Regions from separate parts of the Oryctolagus cuniculus genome. Here region 1 is linked to region 2. The links are chromatin contacts, called in public Micro-C maps. All regions are on one chromosome and are shown on one strand. Each heading gives the region's core, a stretch centred on a gene start, on an enhancer-like site or on the middle of the called end of the contact. The rest is flanking DNA. Distances are from core to core; before and after follow the strand shown. Region 1 holds the start of RAP2C (RAP2C, member of RAS oncogene family). Region 2 overlaps LOC103351973 (a long non-coding RNA gene).

What was found. A called contact is a pair of places that touch in the nucleus more often than the background predicts.
Region 1: a contact with region 2 is called in a Micro-C map of ear pinna, with 7 times the contacts expected there. The contact joins the promoter of RAP2C here to the enhancer-like site in region 2. A contact is called at or near these places in 3 of 6 Hi-C or Micro-C datasets (ear pinna, psoas muscle and an unstated tissue).

The regions. Positions count from the first base shown.
Region 1 is chrX:109,804,858-109,809,546 of mOryCun1.1, reverse strand. RAP2C (RAP2C, member of RAS oncogene family) reads left to right here and starts at 1,849. Exons shown (of 4, transcript XM_017349937.3): 1 at 1,849-1,989; 2 at 3,605-4,424. The coding sequence starts at 4,152.
Region 2 is chrX:109,444,991-109,449,361 of mOryCun1.1, reverse strand. All of the region lies in intron 2 of LOC103351973 (a long non-coding RNA gene), which reads left to right. Among named protein-coding and RNA genes, the nearest start is that of STK26, 160 kb to the left of the region's middle. Within about 2 kb of position 1,966, at least 3 of the 8 cell types and tissues checked have an H3K27ac peak or open chromatin away from gene starts, as enhancers often do. A contact at or near this core is called in ear pinna, where this site is marked.

The DNA.
Region 1 (4,689 bases), core at 600-3,099, 360 kb before region 2:
GAGCCAGGCACTTCTTCCTGGTTTCCCACGCGGGTGCAGGGGCCCAAGCACCAGGGCCATCCTCCACTGCCCTCCCAGGCCACAGCAGAGAGCTGGACTGGAAGAGAAGTAACCGGGACTAGAACCCGGCACCCATATGGGATGCGGGCACCGCAGGTGAAGGATTAACCTACTGTGTCATGACGCTGGCCCCAAATACATACATTTTTTAAAAAAATATTGAACCCCATTAAATCTTTGAATTGAAACCAGATAGCTAGCATTTATTGCGGATCCATAATATACAAAAGATTGTGCTAGGCACTTACCTGTAATACCTCATTACATTGTCACAGTAAATTTCAGCTCCTTTTTAGAGATAAGGCGTTAGAAGCTCAGACTGGTGAAATCATTTGCTTGAGGTCACACTGCTACACGAAGGGAAGCTGCAATTTAAATGTCTCTGCCTCATTTCAGAGCCCTGAGCCTCAGTTGCCGGGCCTCACTATTCTAATTGGACTTTATACTCTTATTGCCTAATGAAAGTACACTGGCAAACAAGTGAGATAATGTATGTGAAATTACTTTTCTAAGTATAGAGATGTTTGAGGACAGCAAGCAGGAGTTTGTTTAAATTGGGCAGGCCTATCTGCTGACCCCCTATCTTTTATTTTTTATTTTTTTTATTTGAAAGGCACAGTTACAGAGGGGAGATAGAGAAAGATCTTCCATCCACTGATTCACTCCCCAAATGGCTGCAAAGACTGGAGCAAAGCCAGTCCTAAGCCAGGAGCTTCTTCTGTGTCTCCTACGTGGGTGGCAGGGGCCCAAGGACTTGAGCCACCTTCTGCTGCTTTCCCAGGCACCCCAGCAAGGAGCTGGATCGGAAGTGGAGAAGCAGGGACAGGAACTGGCGCCCTAGTGAGATGCCGGCACCAGCACAGCAGGCGGTGGCTTTACAAGCCACATAGCCGGCCCCCTGCTGACCCCTAGGCAGAACTGTCTATTGACAAAGTGTTGATTAACAACTTCCTTTCATTTCTCCTTTAAATACATGCTAATTTTATATTTACTGCTTCCTTTCCTAAAAACAACTGATCATTGTTCAAAAATTAACACGAGAAAGGAAAGTTCTTTAATATCTCTCACCTATAATTACTTTGTTTCAGATTTCCATGGTTATATAACTGTCACGCACACTCTTATTTGACACTAATGGGAGCAACTGTACATTTTTCAGTATCTACTTTAGCCTTACAACATATCTTGGCCTTATTTTCATAATTAGCACTTACAAATATATTTTTCTCTTTTTAATAGCTGCATACTGTCCTATTTTGCGAGTATATGTACATAATTTATAAGAATCATCGACTGTAAGACACTGAAGTCATTTCCAATTTTGCATTTTTCTAATGAATGCTGTAATGACTTCCCTTCCTAAGAAAGTTTAGAAGGATCTTCAGACTGAGTGTGACACTTGCCAACCCTGTAGTTAATGAAAGTGACCCAGTGGGAGTGTGTGGCATGGGGAGGAGTAAGTTTCACTGTGTGGACAAAGAACGCTCCAAACCAGGGCCAACACGTTCGGGGATGATTAGAGCTGCCAACAGGTGGGACAACTTCAAAAAGAACTCCCTGTTTTCACAATTTAGTAATAGAGCAGAGACTGGCTACGATTGCTCAACGCTGGCTGGATCAGAAGAGGAATTTCCAGACTCGGTTACAGGCACGGCTGGTGGAAGGCTGTGGATTCCACCAGACAGTCTGGAGACAGCCAGACAGGGAGATGAGCAGCAGAGCTCCAAATCAGGCAACAGCACGTGTGGAAGGAGCGCTGACCTATGGGGAGACTCCTAACTCACAGACCAATACTCTTCCAGCAGGGGGCAGTGCCTCAGATATCTGGCAGGCCCCAGGCCAGCTGGAGCCAGAGCTGGGGACTCCGTGGGAGAGATTGCACCAGCTTGAGGCCGAGGAGAAACTGAACTAAATAGTCCCTCGAATACTGTAAGTGACATTGGGGTATACACAGGGAGGGACAGTGGGACTTCACGCTGCTGTGATTCGCCTGTTTTCTAGTGCCTAGCAATTTGCGTAATAAATCGTTTTTTTAAACAGTTTGGTCATTAGGGCTTGCAAGAAGGGAATTTGGGGAGACTTTAACCCGGCTGGCCCCCGAATCTGTTAGATTTCTGGGTGCATGCTTTAATCAAAAAGGGAGTGACATGCCTAAAATACAGCCTAGCATTCTGGCCCAGGGGCCCTGTGGATCTGACACAAAGTTTACAAGTAGAAAGTCAGCAAAGGGAAAGATATGTAACAATTCTATCGAAAAGTAGAAACTTAGTGTTTGCTAACAGTGGAATTAATATTTGTATTAAGATTCCAATGACGCTAAAGAATGGCCTTTAAAAAAAAAACACTTGAACGTGGAAGAGACAACATGCAAATTGCTATGCATGCAGATGATCGGAAATTTAATAGAAATTAGTCTGCAGGTCCAAAGGATTTTCCATAAACGCTTCCCTGAATATTGGTTAGCTTTTCTGCTGTGCAGGCATGGTTGAAATCAAATGGAGTACCATAAATTCTTTTTCTAATGCTCTTTTCTACCTAGCCTTGTGCTTTTTTTTTTTTTTAATTTAAGGAGTGACTTTAATATTTGCTAGTGGAGTCAAGGCAGATTTGCCAGAAGATGATAAAACTACTGTGTGTATTTAACTGTCAGGTACGGCTAAGCAACACACCACATATCAAATCAGAGCCATAGCGAAGTCTAGGAATATGTTGCATGCATTTCTTAGAGGCATATCAAGTGGAAAAAATACCAGCAAAGAGAATAAACTTCTGGGCGGTTTTATTCTCCCTGCAACTTCTAGTCCAGGGACATGAGGCGCTCTCCCGGTCGCTAGATTGTTAGCTGACGATCCGGCGCGGGCCAAGGAGCGGATCAAGTCCTCAGGCCCAGCTGCGGCAGGCTGAAGCTGAGGCAGAGGAGCTGCAATGGCTTTGGGGGTGGGACGGTCAGCAGCAGCCGCGGGCGGGAAGGCCCAGACGCCGGAGGTTCTCGGAGAGGCCTTTTCCCAAGGCCGGAGCCCCGACCCGAAACCGTCCCCGGCCGGCTCGCTGGCTCGCAAGCTTGCTCACTCGCTCAGCAGGGCGCGGCCCCAGCGCCACCCGGCTCGCCCCGAAGAGGTGGGACTTTCCCCCACCGGAAGTGATCCCGTCCAGTCTCGGGGAACTGGGGCACCTCAGTCAGTGTGTCAGGGAAACCCTTCCGGGTGTGTGTTGGGGGGTGGGGTGGGGGGTGGGTAAGAAAAAAAAAAGAGGTGGGTTCGCCAGGAGTCCCTGCGGCCGCCGCCGCCGCCGCCGCCGGACGGCCCCCGCCCCTTTCCCCCTCGGCGAGCAGCCACGCTGGGGCGGCGGTGACACACAGGAGCCAGCGGGTGGCCATGGCCTTGGAGTGACAGAGCCTCCCGGGCGGCTGGGCGGGTGCGGACGGCAGGGTAAGCGGCGGCGGCGGCGGCGGCGGCGGCAGCCTGGTTCGGGGGAAGGAGAAGCCGGGGCCTCTGGATTGGGGCGAGGGTCAGGCGGGTAATGCGTGTCTTTCTCCCCACCACAGGCCGGACGACCCCCGCTGGAGCCGGGGCCCAGAGACCCGCCCGGGCTGCAGTGACGGGAGCGGGGCCCGCAGGCCTGGGCCGGCTCGGCGGCAGCGCTAGCAGGAAGCGGGGTCCCTGGGCCCCTTTGTGTGAAGGGCGGGGGAGGGCTGCCGGGCAGCCCCTGGCTGCGGGCTCCTTGGACCGCCCGACTGCCCGCGGGGCTGTCTTTCCGCGGCCCCCACCCCTTTCCCTCCTTGGGGTGCGCCGCGTCTCCCCACCCTCGCTCGGCTGCTCCCAGCTCGCCCTCCTCCCCACGCCCCCTGCCTGGGCTTCAGTTCCTATAGGAAGGGCATTACCATCCCATCCCCACCCACCCGACACTTGGCTCTTTCCCCTCCCCCTCCCGTAACTTCCTCTTCTTCCCCGGTTGGGCCCTCGGCTCCTCTGCACTCTCCTCGCCAGTTTGCAGATTTCCGCCCACCTTCCGCCTAGCCGCGCCGCAGCCAGCGCAGCTAGCGGGGTGTTCTTTTCCCCCGCGTCGGGTAGGAGTTGGTGAAGGGGAGACTCATGAGGGAATACAAGGTAGTGGTGTTAGGGAGCGGAGGGGTTGGCAAATCTGCCCTTACTGTGCAGTTTGTCACCGGGACTTTCATTGAGAAATATGACCCCACCATTGAAGATTTCTACCGCAAAGAGATCGAAGTGGACTCTTCCCCCTCCGTGCTGGAAATTCTGGACACCGCAGGAACTGAGCAGTTTGCCTCCATGAGAGATCTCTACATCAAAAACGGCCAAGGTTTCATCCTGGTTTATAGTCTGGTTAATCAACAGTCTTTTCAGGTAACCAAACCAAGTCTTGTAATTTGTTGGAAGGGGGTGTGGTAATCCTGATTTACCTCTGATTTGCTGGAACCGCGCATTCAGGACTGTGTTTGGCTTTTGAAAGTTAGACATGGCGCATTTTTGAGGTTACTCCTGGCGTGGAAAAGTGTCAGGTTGTTTCTAGAGACAGAGTACTGAGGTATCATGCAGCCACGAATCTTTTCAAGTTATTTTTAAGTCGAAGGAAAGAAAAGACCAGGAACAGATGGGTTGTCTTTAGCTT
Region 2 (4,371 bases), core at 717-3,216:
TTGATAGGGGAAACCATATATACATATGTATATAATATGTAGCATATATTATGTACCTACAGTATTTATAATGGAGGCAATAAGAAATATGTCTCATAATGATTTACTCACCGAAAATGAGGACCTCAAGATTTTCTGTAATATTCTCAAACTTCTCGGGAATTAGGAGTGAAAATTTTTTATGTAAACCATAATACATAAATATCCAATATTCTTATAAATTTATCATGAATGTAAATGTTTATATGTATATTTATATATAAATGTAAATATAAAAATATCTCTGTATCATAAGGACTGGGAGGAAATTATCCAAAAGATTATCAATGGTCTTCACAGGTTTTGTGATAATGCTTTACTCTTTATCAATGCATAGTTACAGCTGAATCTTTGGCAAGCACCATGTCTTAGTTACTATGAGGAAATGTTTTTAATACTTACCTCTAAGAGATAAATGGTAACACACACACACACACGCAATAAAGTCGTAGTGTTATAGGCAGGCAGATAGGATAAAATTGATCAGGTTTGTGAGCTGGAAGACCACGCCTTCACCATGCCCCTGTGTGACCTCTTGCCCCTACCTTGCCACACTTGTGTGCCCACCACCCAATCAGACTAATGCCCGAGACATTAAACAGTTGGACTAGCACAAGGTATCAGCAGTATTAGAATGAGGGCTTAGGGGGTGGTCCCTGAGTTGTAATCCCTTTTGGAAGGGGATTACAGCCTGGGACATGGTGGGCCCAGCCCTTTGGCCTTTTTGCCCTTTTTCCCTTTTGTCCTGGACCCACTTGGGGTCCCCGCACGCGTGGCCTTCAGGGTGCGTGGCCTTTGGGCCACCCACCCCATGTTTCCTGGCCTGCATGCTCCTCCACATGGCTGGCTCCTGGTACTTGGTAGGAATCCAGATTTCCCTCTCTTTAGATAGGGCCCTCATTCTCCTATGCATTTTTCTCACTGATAAAAGCTTAAAACTTATCATGCTGCCTCATTTATTTGTGCCAGTATTCAGAATTCTTCTCTGAATATTAGGGAAGAACCCACAAGACTTATTAATATTGTGAATTCATTAATAAGCACAGGGTAATATAAATGGCACCCCATATTCTGATATCATACCGCACCCCAGATGGGACTTCCAAGGGGTCTGCCTCCGAAAACAGTAGGAAGCCATTTAATGACATAGGAAAATGCTTGTGATGGTAAATGAAATTGTGAGACAAAACTTTTAAGTGACCCCTGATTGGGACATATATCTCCTGTTATTGTGGGGCACCATCTGAGAGCTATTTGGGTTCCCTCCTTAAAGCCCCAGTCAAATGGATGCTGACAACACAAAAGGCCTAGGTCTTTATCCAGAAGATAATCCTTAGAGATAAGCTGGGCAATGACACATGAATTGAAAATTAGAAATGTCCTGAAATTGAGTTTCTAGCATTTTCTGTCCAGGGATGTGTTCTGGAGACTTGCTACCAGAAACAGATGACTTGATAACTTAGGAACATCCTGGAGATGTAATGCTAAGTGAACAGGAATAGAACTATGAAGGCAAAGACTAGTGGAAATTAGATTCTTAAAAGAGAATGTGTCTGATAAGGTGGTGGTTTAAGTCTCAAATTGGTTTCAGATGGAAACCAAGAGCAAAAGTTCAGCAGCACAATCATTTGTAAGGCCTCCATATTCCTTGGCGCCTTTGTTTCTTGGTGGCGTTTTTTCAGACAGGACGGGCGGGAGAAGGCCTGGCGAGCAGGTCCTGTTGACAAGTATGGAGCACTACTGCCATCAGGAGGAAATAGTTTGAAAACTCCCTACACCCTTATTGCACCGCTCGCGAGAGGACTTTCGGTTTAGCAAGGTTTATTTAGCGGAGAGATCTAGCAAGTCCAGGCCTCAAATCTGGCCTCTGAGGTATTCCCAGAGTTTTAGGCAAAAGCTCCATGCTGGCTTGACAAGAACGATATTCAGTGGTAGCAGCTGGCTATACCAGCGGTACATTCGAGGTTCGACAGAGCCTGCGGCTGCCGGCACAGGAAGTAATAGGGTGGGGCTTTGGTTAAGGAAATCTCTTAGACCACAATGCAGGGCTGCAACACTTTCTGCTCCTGAGCCTTGCATGAGAAAGGCCAGTTCACCTTATCCTGGGGCCAGAGCACCTGGGCTTCATGTGGTAGCACCACCCATAAAACAAGCTAATCCAAAGTGATATGGAAAAGCAGCAAGTGTACTTGCTGAGGGATCTATAACAAGACAGGTGCCTGGAACTCATTGCCTTGAGCTCGGAGAACAGAGGATCACTGCAGGTCACACTGCCAAACCAAGAAGGGCCAAACATTCTGCCCGGGAGCGAGCCATGCACACAAGGGACCAAACAATGTGAGGAAGGCCAGAAGGAAGTCTCTGAGCCCAGATACAACAAGCATGTTACTTGTATCTGGTCCCTCAGGCTTAAGGAAAGGTGTGCCCCCTTCACTGTCCCCACCCCCCCCAGCCACATCTCAGTTTTCTTGGTGCAGTTGGAGGGGGGGGGGGCGGGGGGGAATCTGTTCCTTCAGTTGTTCTCTCAGAGGGTGATGATGTCTTTGAAGCCTGTTCTCACAGTTAAGAGCTCCAGATGAAATGCCTAGTAAGCCTGTCAAGGTAGCCACGATTTTGTGTGAACATTCATTGAACCACACTTGTAATGCAAGTAATGGAAACGGAAAAAGAATTGATCTGCATGAATTATTATTTTAAAAATAAATATAAAGGTACATTTAGTATCCCATGTATGACAGCCTGTATAGTAAGAGCTATATATGCTGTGATAAAAGAATCTCCAGAGGTAAGCCAAATAATAGCCTTCTTTTTAAAAGAAGTTAGAGTTACACAGAGAGAGAAGGAGAGGCAGAGAGAGAGAGAGAGAGGTCTTCCATCCGCTGGTTCACTCCCCAGATGGCCTCATCAGCTGGAGCTGTGCCAATCCGAAACCAGGAGCCAAGAGCTTCTTCCAGGTCTCCCACGGGTGCAGGGGCCCAAGGACTTGGACCATCTTCCACTGCTTTCCCAGGCCATAGCAGAGAGCTGGATCAGAAGTGGAGCAGCCGGGACTCCAACTGGCGCCCATATGGGATGCTGGCACTGCAGGCCACAGCACTGGCCCCTGAATAATAGCCTTGCACTAAATGTAAAAGAGCTAATATTTCTGATAAAATTGAGGGAGAGTTCTTGGGAAGCTGGGAAGCCATGATGGGATGCCAGGTGACTAGAAATGGCCTCTTCCAGGGCTAGAACTTTGATCATCTTCTTTCCTCATTTGGTCCTGGAATCCCAAGTCTTGTTCTTTGGAGTCCACAGATAAATGGGGGAAAATCCTGAAAGACTTCTGTTACTTGAAGAAATCGGGAAGTGAGAAGCCAAGTGCTGGTGGAAATCGAATGCTTGGAAAGAGAAGATGGCAGATGAGGATGAGGATGGGTGGTTGGAGCTTCGTTTTGGTTTTAGATGGAAATAGAAAGCAAAAGCACAGCAGTCCAAGCTGGTTTCCTCAAACTGGGCAAGCAGTGTTATTTCCTGGTGACTTTTTGTTCGTTAGCGTTTTTTTCACTCTGGTTGGGCGGGGGAAGAGTTCCGGTGGTGGGGGAGGGGCGCAGAGCTGGTTGACATTTCTGGAGCACTACTGCCATCATGAGGAAATTAGTTGATGAAGCTGTAAGCCTTGAGTATTTCTTACCAGAAGACCCGGAAGCTGAAGAAGGTTTGACATGTTGGGGTATTGAGTAGCTTGTGGCTCGAGAATGGAGAACGGTGTCCTTATGGTCTCTACCTTCCAGGAATCTGGACAAAGATGTAATAGAGTTGCAGAAGCTGGCTAAGGTGAGTGGCCTGGATGGGAGAAGGTGCTACCAGGAAATTCAGGTACAGGAAGTCGTCAAGGTGGAGCTTGAATGTCTTCCCCGTGTAGGAGGAACTAGAGGAAGCAATTCTCTGCCAAGTGCTGGCCTTCTGATCATTTGGTCTCCTGTCCCTACCTCTTGGATTTGAAGCAGTTTTGGGCACAATACTGTTGTGTGCTGGAGTCTGGTCCACGTTTGGCATCAGTGTCAGCTCAGTGTGCAGGGGAAATTTTCTTAGTATTTACCCCCCCCCCCATACATATATATGTGAGTTTTATTTATTTACTTATTTATTTATTTTTATTTGAGAAGTAGAGTGTCAAGGAGAGAAAGAGAAATCTTCCATCTGCTGGTTAATTCTCCAAATGCCAGCAATAGTTGAGGCTGGGCCAGGTCAAAGACAGAAGCCAAGAATTCCATTGGGATCTCCCACATGGTTGGCAGAGACTCAGCTATGTTGAGACATCATTTGCTTCTTCCCAAGGTGTGCATTAAC